Linked DNA regions of Zea mays: regions 1 and 2 are each linked to region 3. A link is a contact called in public Hi-C data. All regions are on one chromosome and are shown on one strand. The core of a region is the stretch at or near the end of the contact, and the rest is flanking DNA. Distances in the headings are between cores, read along the strand shown. Region 1 holds the start of LOC100193876. Region 2 holds the start of LOC100285371 (exocyst complex subunit Sec15-like family protein). Region 3 holds the start of LOC100192913.

Region 1 (3,887 bases), core at 59-2,558, 230 kb before region 3:
TACCATTGCTATCTCACTTACATGTGGGGTCCACATAAGTCAACATAAGTCAATGATATGTGGAGCCAATGGTATATATCTAAAGTTGCAATCTTTTAATGATATAGATCCAATTATTCAAAAAGAAATCATTGAAATAAGGAGTGCAAAGTTAATATAGCCATATAGCTAGTTAATTGAGCTTCCATTCAACTAACCGGATCTATGAGAATTCCCCAAACGCACTGCCCTTGACATTCCATGAAGTACCAAGAAACTTAATAACAGCACATTTATATACACATGGAACAGATAATGATGCATCCTAACACAATAGGCATCAATCAATCTTGAGTACAACAACAAAGGATAAACAAGTTGATCTTATTTTTGTGTTTCTCCAATTGGATTCGACGAATTTTGCTACTGTTCAACGGTATAATGCTTGAGGCACGCACCGAGGAACAACAGGCAGAGGTCCTGATTCCCCCAAGGCCCCAATCCCCTAAAACCGCAGTTGCAGGCTGATATATGTACAGAAGCGATTTCAGGTAGACGGGCAGGAGGAAGAGGAAGTAAAACAAACCCCCACGGATGATCAGCAGACGGTGGGGACGAATCGCAATGCGGCGACGCGGGCGGAGAGGAGGCCCGCGAGCCTGCGGACGGCGAACTGGGTGCAGTTGGAGAGCGCGATGAGGCACATGAGCTCGTAGACGACCCCGAGCGCCGCATCCGCCGCTGACCTCCGGGGCGCCGGCACATCGGGCTCCCAGTCGTCGGGGCCGTCTGATCCAGAGCCGAACCCGCTGTTCCAGCTCCACCGTCCTCCTCCGTCACCGCCGCCGGAACCACCGAGACCGGGGCCGTCGTTGCCGGAGAAGTAGTCGCCCGAGTCGGCGGGGGGCTTGGACCGCCCTGTACGGGGGCGGGTGCGCGCGCGGCGGCGGACCGTGGCAGTGGCCGATGAGGATGGGCGGCGGCGGATGGTGGTCGAGGAGGACGTAGCCGGGTGGGGCGATGACGAGGCGAACGGGCGCAGGACCAGCGGCCTGGCGGGCGGGGAGGAGGCGGCCGGCGCAGCGGAGGCGGAGATCTCCATGGGCGGGCCCGAGGGTTGGTAGGGTCGGCGCGGGGCGAGGGGAGACGTGGGTTCGGCAACTCGCGCGGGGACGGCGGTCGCGTGTGGTGGAAGGGGTTAGAGAGCAAAGGTGGCCCTGCGGGACACGACACGCTCACGCCGCGGGCCACAGGGAGCCGGAGTCTGTGTGTGGGACGGAGCTCACTAGAGCTGCGTGTTTGGATCCTCTCCTCTTGTTGGCTATTGGGGATCTTTCCTTGGTCTGCCACAGCGTGGTCTCGGGCCCTTTTGCCTCGGCTACACAAACGGAACACGGGCGCAGGCCCGACGGCGATGGTGACGCGTAGGAGCGGGACGTCTCCGTGCGCGAGCACCGGTCACTGCCATGCGCGAGCGATGTCGCCGCCCGGTCTGCTCCAGTCCGTGGTCCGCTTCTTAAGTACATCACGGTTAATAGTTATCCCAGTCAAACCGGACTATTCGACAGACTCAAATCGCTGAATGTTAGCAGCATGGACTGCTAATCCGGAACCAAGAAGAGTCGGAGAAGAGGGAGAGAGATACGGGGAAGCTTGGGACGACCGAGAGGAAGTTTAGGGTATTGAGATAATGTTTTCTATATAATGATTTGTTCGGTTAATCCCGTTACCCATGGATTGGATGAGATTGTAAAAAATTAAGAAAAAAATTGACTTGCTTGGTATTTAAACTCACCAAATCTCACTTAATCTACATGTATTGAGAGCTAACCGAATAAGCCCTAAGTTAAGTCCTCAGCACTCTTTATCCCACTTCCCTATCTATATGAATAGCTACTGCCTATTTTTTGCCAGTCTGGGCCGACGAAGCGGACGATGTGCCTCCTAGCGCGACGGCCCACCTCTCCTAGAGCTTGCATGTCCTGCTTCTGCTTGTCTTGCCTGTGCCTACATGTAGCCGAAGTAAGTGGCCTAACATCCCCCCTTCTTGAAACGGCGCTTGCCCCCAAGCGCCCGCGGCAGGGAACTTGATCCTCAAGGCAGCTTCATCCTCCTAGGACGCCAGGGATGCGTCTAGGCCAGACCAGCGCACAAGCTCTTGTGCCACAGTGTGGATGGACTGATGCACTTTTTCAACTGGGAAACATGGAATACAGGATGGACAGCTGCATCGTCGGGAAGTTTTAGTTTATAAGTGTTGGGGACTTGTTCTCAAATGCTATAAGAACAAGGCAACATAGAAAATGTTAATCGGTTAAATCCTTCGCCCTACGAAGCATTATTTCCCTTAGGATATAATGGTTTTCGGACGAAGGTTATGAAGGGCGTACCTTCATAAATACATTATATAGTGACGAAGAATGAATTGTAAAGAATGTAAAGGATAACATAGATAATTATATATTATTATCATATATAAACAGAAATAACATTGAATTACAAATGTACCTTTGAAAGGGAATTAGGCTTACACCTAGTCCCTAATTAATTTTGGTGGTTGAATTGCCCAACACAAACATTTGGACTAACTAAGTTTGCCCAAGTGTATAGATTATACAGGTGTAGAAGGTTTACACTCAGCCAATAAAAAGACCAAGTTTTGGATTCAACAAAGGAGCAAAGTGGGAACCGAAGGCACCTCTGGTCTGGGAGCACCGGACTGTCCGGTGTGCACCGGACATGTCCGGTGCACCAGAGGACTCCAGCTCAAACTCGCCACCTTCGGGAATTTCCAGAGGCACTCGCGCTATAATTCACCGGACTGTCCGGTGTACACCGGACAGTGTCCGGTGCGCCAAGGAGGAGCGGCCTCAGGAACTCGCCAGCTTCGAGAAACGCCAACGGCTAGTCCGCTAAAATTCACTGGACTGTCCGGTGTGCACCGGACTGTCCGGTGCGACTTCGGAGCAACGGCTATCTCCGCGCCAACGGCTCTCTGCCGCGCATTTAATGCGCGCTCTGCGCGCGCAGAGGTCAGGCGCGCCCATACTGGCACACCGGACAGTAAACAGTACGTGTCCGGTGTGCACCGGACATCCAGGCGGGCCCACAAGTCAGAAGCTCCAACGGTCAGAATCCAACGGCAGTGATGACGTGGCAGGGGGCACCGGACTGTCCGGTGTGCCATCGAACAGACAGCCTCCCAACGGCCACATTTGGTAGTTGGGGCTATAAATACCCCAACCACCCCACCATTCATTGCATCCAAGTTTTCCACTTTCCAACTACTACAAGAGCTCTAGCATTCAATTCTAGACACACCAAATAGATCAAATCCTCTCCAAATTCCACACAAAGCCATAGTGACTAGAGAGAGTGATTTGCTTGTGTTCTTTTGAGCTCTTGCGCTTGGATTGCTTCTTTTCTTTCTCATTTGTTCTTGTGATCAAAGTTCCATTGTAATCAAGGCAAGAGGCACCAATTGTGTGGTGGCCCTTGCGGGGAAGTTTTGTTCCCGGCTTTGATTTGAGAAGAGAAGCTCACTCGGTCCGAGGGACCGTTTGAGAGAGGGAAGGGTTGAAAGAGACCCGGCCTTTGTGGCCTCCTCAACGGGGAGTAGGTTTGCGAGAACCGAACCTTGGTAAAACAAATCCACGTGTCACACTCCTCATTTGCTTGCGATTTGTTTTGCGCCCTCTCTCGCGGACTCATTTATATTTCTAACGCTAACCCGGCTTGTAGTTGTGTTTATATTTGCAAATTTCAGTTTCGCCCTATTCACCCCCCCTGTAGGCGACTACCAATTGGTATCAGAGCCCGGTGCTTCATTAGAGCCTAACCGCTCGAAGTGATGTCGGGAGATCACGCCAAGAAGGAGATGGAGACCGGCGAAAAGCCCACTACAAGCC
Region 2 (3,821 bases), core at 553-3,052, 130 kb after region 3:
TTAGCAGCAACCTGCATTGCCTGGGACACACTTAGACCACTGCCTGAATCCAAAAGTTTTTTAATCGAAGCATCCACCACCTCAGATAGGATCCGACCAAGGTACTTCTTCACTGCTGCATAGGTATCCCCACCTCCCCCATGTGCCATGAAGCTCACAGAATCTTCAATGAACGAACGAACAATACGGCAAATGTCTGGGACGGTGCATGAAAACGGTGCAACATATGGGAAAGCTGGGGTAATGTCTGAGCTCTGAATTCCAAATGCAAGGACATTCATTGAGTACTCATACTCCTTTCTCATGAGCATCTGATCAAACTTATCTGCTGTCAGTGCCTCAGCCACCTGCCTACGGCAATCTGCAAGCAGCAAATCATGGTACTTGTCCCTGTGCTTAGCCAGCACATCGAGTAGCATCCCTACTGGATAACCATACCGCCGCATTGTGGCAGAAAGCAAAGCAGCATAATCAGTGATGAGAAGCAAGTGGTTTGCTGTCTGCATCCTGGAGAAGTTATCTTCCATGACAGAGACCATCTTCCCCACAGCGGCATCCCAAAGTGCATCTACATCTGGCCGAGATGTGAGCCCACCCCCTGTTCTAAACACCCGGTCTTCAACAATAAAGAACCCAGCAATCTGCGAGAAAAACACCTGGTGGGACTCGAGGAATGGCGTCGCCGCAATGACATCAAAGTCCGATGTCAGCTGCAGCTTCCTGTTTTCCAGGTAGTACTTCTTGAACCGCTCACCTAGCGCCAGCGTCTGGTGTATATGCATCGCTCGATAGAGCGGCGTAAGGTCAAAAGAGGCTGCAGCGGCACCATCTGCTGCTTCAGCTGTTGCCGCGGCTGCCGCAAAATCGTCGAGGTCACCAACACCATCGTCATCCAAGGTGATGCACTCCTCCAGCGGGCGGTGCTTGGAGCGGAGCTCCTCCTGGCGCTGCCTCGCGGCAGCCGACCGGCTGATGGCCACCTGGCCGAGGTGCCTCGAAGCAGCGCGAATGCTAACCATCCAGTCTGAGAACTCCCGGGAGATCTCGCGCTCGGCATGCGCACGCACCGCAGGGACGACGCTGAGCAGCATGCGGCGGAGCGTGGGTAGCGGCAGAGGCTCGGGTCCCGAGGCGAGATCACGGTCGATGGCGTCGACGGCGCGCAGGGCGAGGTAGAGCCCATGATTGCCGGCCTGTAAGTGCGCGTTCGCCCGCGCCGCGAGCGCGAGCAGCCGTACGCAGCGTCGGGAGGAGGCTAGCGCGGAGGAGAGATTCCCCGCGAGCGAGCGCGCGGCGAGGAAGGATTCAAGCGAGGCGAGCAACGGGGCCGCCGAGGAGAGAAGCGCGGAGTGGGACGCCGAGAGGGAGCCCTTGAGCGCGTCGGCGTCGGCAAGGAGGGACCGGAGGTCGTCGACGGCGCGGATAAAATCGTGGAAGTGTGCGCGGCAGAGCTCCTCGATCTCCGCCTCGCGGTCCCGCGCCGCGCCGCGGAGCGAGGCGAGCAGCGGCTCGGGGCGGCCGCACGCGAAGGCCCGGCGCACGAAGGGGCCAAGGTCCTCCCCGGCCGCGATGGCGGCGGAGAGCTGAGCGAGGTCCACCTCGGACGGCGCGGATGCGGACAACGCATGACCAGGCCCCGCCGCCGACAGCGGCGCGTCGCCGGGAAGCTTGCGCCGCATCGAGATCTGAGCCAGGCGGTAGGGATGGTAAGCAAATGAGATGGAGGCAGCTCCGTAGTTGCCGAGTTGTGGAGAGGAAAAAACTTTGGAGGTTAGTCGACGAAACGACGGAACAGGAGCGGACAGCGGAGGGGGCGGTCGGAGAAGGTGGGTTGGGTGGCCGGAAGTGGGACCTGCTTGTCGGTGAGTGTTTGGAGGGAAACGAACGGAGAAGATGGGTTGGGTTGGGTGACCGGAAGTGGGGCCAGCTCGTCGGTGAGTCTTGGGAGGGAAAGCGTGTTGGCGTGACGGTGACGGTGACGGGACGGAGGAAGAGGAGGTGACCCGCGTACCATTGTTGACGGCACACGGTGGTAATCAGTACAGGCACAGCATTGGACAGTTGACACATGTTGGGCAGGGCGCGATACTCCCTCTATCAAGTATCAGCTGTGTCTCTACGGAATATACATGTGGTAGGGGCCGTGCTGGCCCTGCGAGGGTATTAGTCGAGCCCGGGCGCGGTATCAAGCCGGGTCGAACCGGTCGACATGATGACTGATGTTGTCCAGGTATAGCAAGGTTATTCTTATACGGGTTGTGTGAGATCAGATCCAGACCCGTAAATAAAAAGACACTCCAAAATTCAGAATTTAAAAGCAATATTCAAATTTATTTTAAATTCAAATAATTATATTTATAATTTTATATACATAATTAGAAAAGGAATTTCAAATACACATATAAATACATATCAAAATTCAAAATCCTCTCGTATAATAAAGAATCATCAGTATTGTAGCTAAAAATAGACTAGTCGTTATAAAATCAGTCCCTTAAGCGGGTCGTTACCTTGCCTAGCATTTAAACGGGCCAGGCTCGTGCCTCCACGACGGGCCAGACGGTAGCCCAGCCTTGCCCGGCCACCTGGGCACGCTTCTAGTCGTGCCGGGTCACGGGGCCACTGCCGAGCCTGCTCATTTGGACATGTGTACTACAGGATTAGTTGAAAGTTCTCTTTGACCGGGAACAGGATCTGGATGTCGCCTAAAGGGGGGTGAATAGGCGAATAATAATAATCACTTTTAATACTTAAATTCTTACTCTACTCGAAGACCAGAACACAGTGGAATGAAAGACCCTTCGAGTAGGTTGCAGCAAAATAGAAGATCCTGTCTCAAAATGCCCTGCATTTCAAATATAACTTGAACCACAGATAAGTATTGAAGTGCAGATATAAAGAGTAGATAAGACAGAGGATCAGCACACAACACAGAGCAGAGCACACAGACACAGGAATTTATCCCGAGGTTCGGCCAAGCCTGAAATGCTTGCCTAGTCCTCGTTGGAGTTAGCCACACCTGGGCTTAGAGTCTATTTCAACTCCTTCCTTCGTTTGCTCAGATCTGTCAGTATGACAGATAGAGCCTTTCACTATGTTGAGTTTGGTTACAACAACGTCGTGGATGCTTACAGTCTTCTTGACAGCACTTCGGCAGAGTAACAATGCGCTCAAGACTTTGCTCTAGCTCTTTGCAGCACCTCTCCACTCTCTAAAGGCTTATAACTTTGCCTTCACACAAACTAGAGAGATATACATGAGAGTGAGAGAGAGAATCGATCCGAGTGATGTATACAATTGTTGGCTATATTTGTGTAACTGTTGGAAGCGCCTAGGAGTCCCTTTTATAGACCCAAGGGGCCTAGGAGCCGTTGGAATTCATTTTGGAAGGCAATATTTGCTTTCTGTCGGGTGGTGCACCACCGGACAGGTCCTGTAGCATGTCCGGTGCGTGATCTCTTTCCAAAACGGGCTCAGCTGACCGTTGGAGCAACGGTCGTCTTGGCTCACCGGACACTGTCCGGTGCACACCGGACAGTCCGGTGCACCAACTATCCGTTGGCCCAAGCCACGCGTCACCCGCTGATCGCGCTGTCGACCGTTGGCACAGTCGACCGTTGGCTCACCGGACAGTCCGCTGCACCACCGGACAGTCCGGTGAATTATAGTCGTACGTCGCCAAACTTCTCCCGATAGCGGTCTGTTCACCGGAGTTCAGTCTGGCGCACCGGACACTGTCTGGTGCACCACCGGACAATCTGGTGTGCCAGACTGAGCAGAGTCATGGTTGTACATAGCCAAGTCTTTTGCATCTCTTTTCT
Region 3 (3,864 bases), core at 13-2,512:
GTAATGATAATGATTCAAACTTGAGTAACGGCGGTAACAAGTTTGAATAGGCCGGTATCCATTTCTAGTGTGGTATTCGATTACGGTTGGACTTAAACAAACATCATTTAACGTTATCGGTTACCCATTACGTTACCAACATCTGAACCAAACGGCACCTCAGTTCCTTTTGGAGTCCAGCAAGTGGTTCATTTGAAGTTAATTATTTCCAAAACAAGTAAGCACAGTAATTTATACTACTACTAGGAGTGTATGGTTGCAATTTAAGTGTGATCATCTATAGAGAAATTTGCAACATTTGTGACAACAAATAGGTATAATATGAAAATATATGTTACATGATGAATCTAATGATCTTATTTTGTAATGTAAACACAAGTATTCTAGTGTACATATTTTTATCAACATTAAGATTTAGATAGTTTGACTTAAGACAAATGTAGAACATCAAGTTATTTTGGGACAGAGACTACTAGATAGTAAGAACAAGAAACTGATCGTTGTGGGCATAATCACTGTGTTTAGTTGTCTTATCACATATCTTTCCTCAATTTATAATGTAAATAAATCCTCAAAAGTCAATACCACAATTTAGTGACAGAGGGAGAGGCGTTCGAATGAATAAAGTGGCCGAGTGATTCGCCGAGAGATAAAAGTTGGCTGACATGGTGGCAATAAATGAAGAACCGAAAAGGTGGCAAGAAATAAAAGAAGGCTGACATGGTGGAAGCAGTGGCAGAGCCAGACGAGGTGCACGTCGGGCGGCGGCACCAGCATCGCCGCCTCTCCTCCTACGCCTGCTTTCTCCGCCGCGAGCGGCATCCACAGCTCCTCGTACCTCCGCACGGACCGCGGGCCCACCCCGGCCGGCGCCGCGCGGAGGAAGAGCAGCAGCCGGCGCGCGGCGGCCGCGAGGTCCACGGAGAAGGCGGAGGGGACCTCCTTCCCGCCGAGGCCCGAGGCGGAGGACATGGCCGCGCCGGCGGCGGCGGGCTCCGGCGCTTGCACTGCACAGACTAGAGAAAGCACACGCCTTCCTCGCTGCTCTCGGGAGTGGGGTGGGATTCCTTGTCGTCAGCTAATTGATGGGCGGATGCGTAGAAGCGCAGAGGACTGCAGAGTGGTTGGTAGTCAAAAGGCCTGGTGCAGCCGACGACGAGGCGCACGACAGGGCCAGGGCTGGCCAGCGCATCAGTCATCATGGAACAGGGCCGGCCGGCCACTTTGGTTAACGTTTGGCGGAGAGTGATTGATGCACGCACTTATGATTAAGGTGCGGTCCGGCCGTCGTTGTAGTGGTTGACACCTGCCCCGGCTTCTGCAGTGCTACGACCACGCCAAACGCAATGCGTTGCACTAGCACTAGGAATTTACACAGGCATCACTTCTATAGATATAATAATTATGAATAACGATTTCATATCCAGAAACAGCACACGTCAAAAGTATTTGTATAATAAGTTTTGACCTTCGTTAATCCTAACACAATGTCTGAAGTACTCCCACATCTTTATCATGAAAATTTACAATTTACTTTGTACCAAAAACAGCACATATCGAAGGTATTTGTATAGGTCTTGGCTTGTGTTGATCATGGTACAATGTTTCATAATACAATGTCTAGAATACTCCCACGCCTTCACAATAAAAGTTTACAATATACTCTGTACACAACTAGTAATTATACTATAATTAGTATTGTTTTCGTCTAAGCGTGGCAGAACCTCCTAAGTTATATGGCCCACATGCATCTATCTTTGTCCCGAAAACCTCAAACGGCTATGCATATGTACCAGATAACTTAAGGGTGTGTTTGGTTGCGAGACAACCAGGATAGGGACGTCCCCTGGCGTCCCCTCTCATCCCTCCAATTTTGAGGGACAATTGGGGACAACACTGAGATAGTCATGTCCTAACTCTTGATTCTGAACCAAACAACCTTATTTGAAAGATCGTCCCATCCCGTCATGTTTTGTCATTGCAACTAAACACACCCTAAAAGAACATGTTCGAGTGTCACGGGGGCCTCGGATGAACAACTTACAATCAAGATCACAAGATTAAGCAAACATAAATCACATACTGAAGTTTTGCAGCTTGATTCATATTACAAAGGGCTTACAAAGTACAATCTTGGAGTGATTAAAAATTTTATTTAAAGTAATATATCCTTGAATAATATAAATACGATTATGTGTTTGAATTGCATGCTAGCTCAAATGACAATCCTCGAAAAGAAATACAAACGAGATACTTATACGAGAAGGTCGAGCCCACCTGCACTTAGCATTATCCACAACAGAACAAAACCATTACCCGCAACAACATGGTGGGATATAATTATGAGTACGCAAGTATTCTACAAGACTTACCAGACTAAAGAAAAGACTAAAATGGCATGCAGGCTTGGGGACTCAAGGAGAGGCATTTATTAAGAATCAAACTTCATTATTTTGAGGAAGAGCTTACTAAAAAGTGAATCTTAATTTCAATATTTTAGCTCAAAATTATGTTCTTAGCAAAAATCTAGATTTGCTCCTAATGTAAAACATTCACTTCAACAAGCATCAAGATCTCATTATTTCATATACCAACAAGTCCCATTATTGAAACTACGATGAGTGGTCAGTGGGTCGAGTCTCCATGACCGAGGAGCAACGATGATTCGAGCTGATTATACCCAGATAGGGATCCCTAACACACCACATATATAGCACTTAACTCTTGCATATGTCAACCTTTCTCAGGGATCCTCCAAAACGTGAATCGGTCCGCGCTACCGGAGAGCGCGACACTCCCACGATTCCTACAACATCCTAGACGACCGCTTGGTAGGTACCCACCACTCTCACCATCTTCCACGCCTAGTGTGTGGTTGTCTTTTCACGTAATGGAATGGGTGGAGTTAGGTTTACCAGAGCATGTGACCAGTTGCAAAGTCGCAGCCTCATCAGGCCTACATCGAACAGCCCTTAATCGACACAGGCGAAAAACACTACATCGAGACTCCTTTCTCGACACAAGTTACGTGCCCAATCTCATATTTAATTACCTATATCATATTTTGTATTCCAAACTGTGTACCTAAGAGAGGTACCTTACTGAGTGATGAAACCATCACTGCAGATGATGGGTTCACCTTTCGAATCTCTAATGCTAAGCGGGGCCAAGCACTGCCTATTTTATAAAATTATGGATAGGAGCTTTGGATAAGATGTAGCAAGGATAAGGTATGTATGCAGCAAAAGGTTCTACATTCAACTCCTATTTCACCTAATTTATATTTTACTAGACTTAAGAGTGCATAAAAATTCATTCACAAACATAAGGATATGGTTGTATACATCGGGGCTTGCCTAAAAACCAACACTATGTTAGTGTTGTTAGACGATACTCGCTCGACGAGCATCAACATCCTAGCACTCGCTTAATCCATCCACCTTTAGGTTGATCTGCTGACATAGTCTCCTGGAGCAGTTCACCATTGTATCCCCTTGAGGATCAACTCAGCTTCTTGACCTCCAATCCACGTGATCAACATCTAACGTGCCTAAATGAAATGCACAATGCATATGAATGAACATAAGAAGGAATAGCACAAGACTAAATAGTGCTGCACAGAAGTAGATTAAACATTTAATAACAAGGAATCACAAATATTCATAAGCAAATGCTAGATACCTATAACTCACTAAGCATAACAATCACGCTTTTCTAGTTTAACCAAATCTAGCTCAAACATCAAGAAACAATAAAATATGCATAAGTTTTATATTTTCCTAAGCAAGAGTGTGAAGAGACTGCCTAGATTATTCTAGCTTAAGTGCTCAACTCCCGTCTTAGAGACAGTGGCACACTTAAATC

What was found. A called contact is a pair of places that touch in the nucleus more often than the background predicts.
Region 1: a contact with region 3 is called in a Hi-C map of leaf, with 6 times the contacts expected there. The contact joins the promoter of LOC100193876 here to the promoter of LOC100192913 in region 3. A contact is called at or near these places in 6 of 25 Hi-C or Micro-C datasets (ear, endosperm, leaf and 1 more) and 1 of 3 datasets of contacts at active chromatin or transcription factors (leaf).
Region 2: a contact with region 3 is called in a Hi-C map of endosperm, with 1.6 times the contacts expected there. The contact joins the promoter of LOC100285371 here to the promoter of LOC100192913 in region 3. A contact is called at or near these places in 5 of 25 Hi-C or Micro-C datasets (ear, endosperm, leaf and 1 more).

Annotation. Positions count from the first base shown.
Region 1 is chr3:66,110,066-66,113,952 of Zm-B73-REFERENCE-NAM-5.0, forward strand. LOC100193876 reads right to left here and starts at 1,309. Exons shown (of 1, transcript NM_001138954.1): 1 at 159-1,309. The coding sequence starts at 1,081. The coding sequence ends at 578.
Region 2 is chr3:66,471,960-66,475,780 of Zm-B73-REFERENCE-NAM-5.0, forward strand. It overlaps LOC100285371 (exocyst complex subunit Sec15-like family protein), which reads right to left and starts at 1,803. Exons shown (of 1, transcript NM_001158264.2): 1 at 1-1,803. The coding sequence starts at 1,679.
Region 3 is chr3:66,339,677-66,343,540 of Zm-B73-REFERENCE-NAM-5.0, forward strand. It overlaps LOC100192913, which reads right to left and starts at 1,263. Exons shown (of 7, transcript XM_020549461.2): 1 at 721-1,263. The coding sequence starts at 972.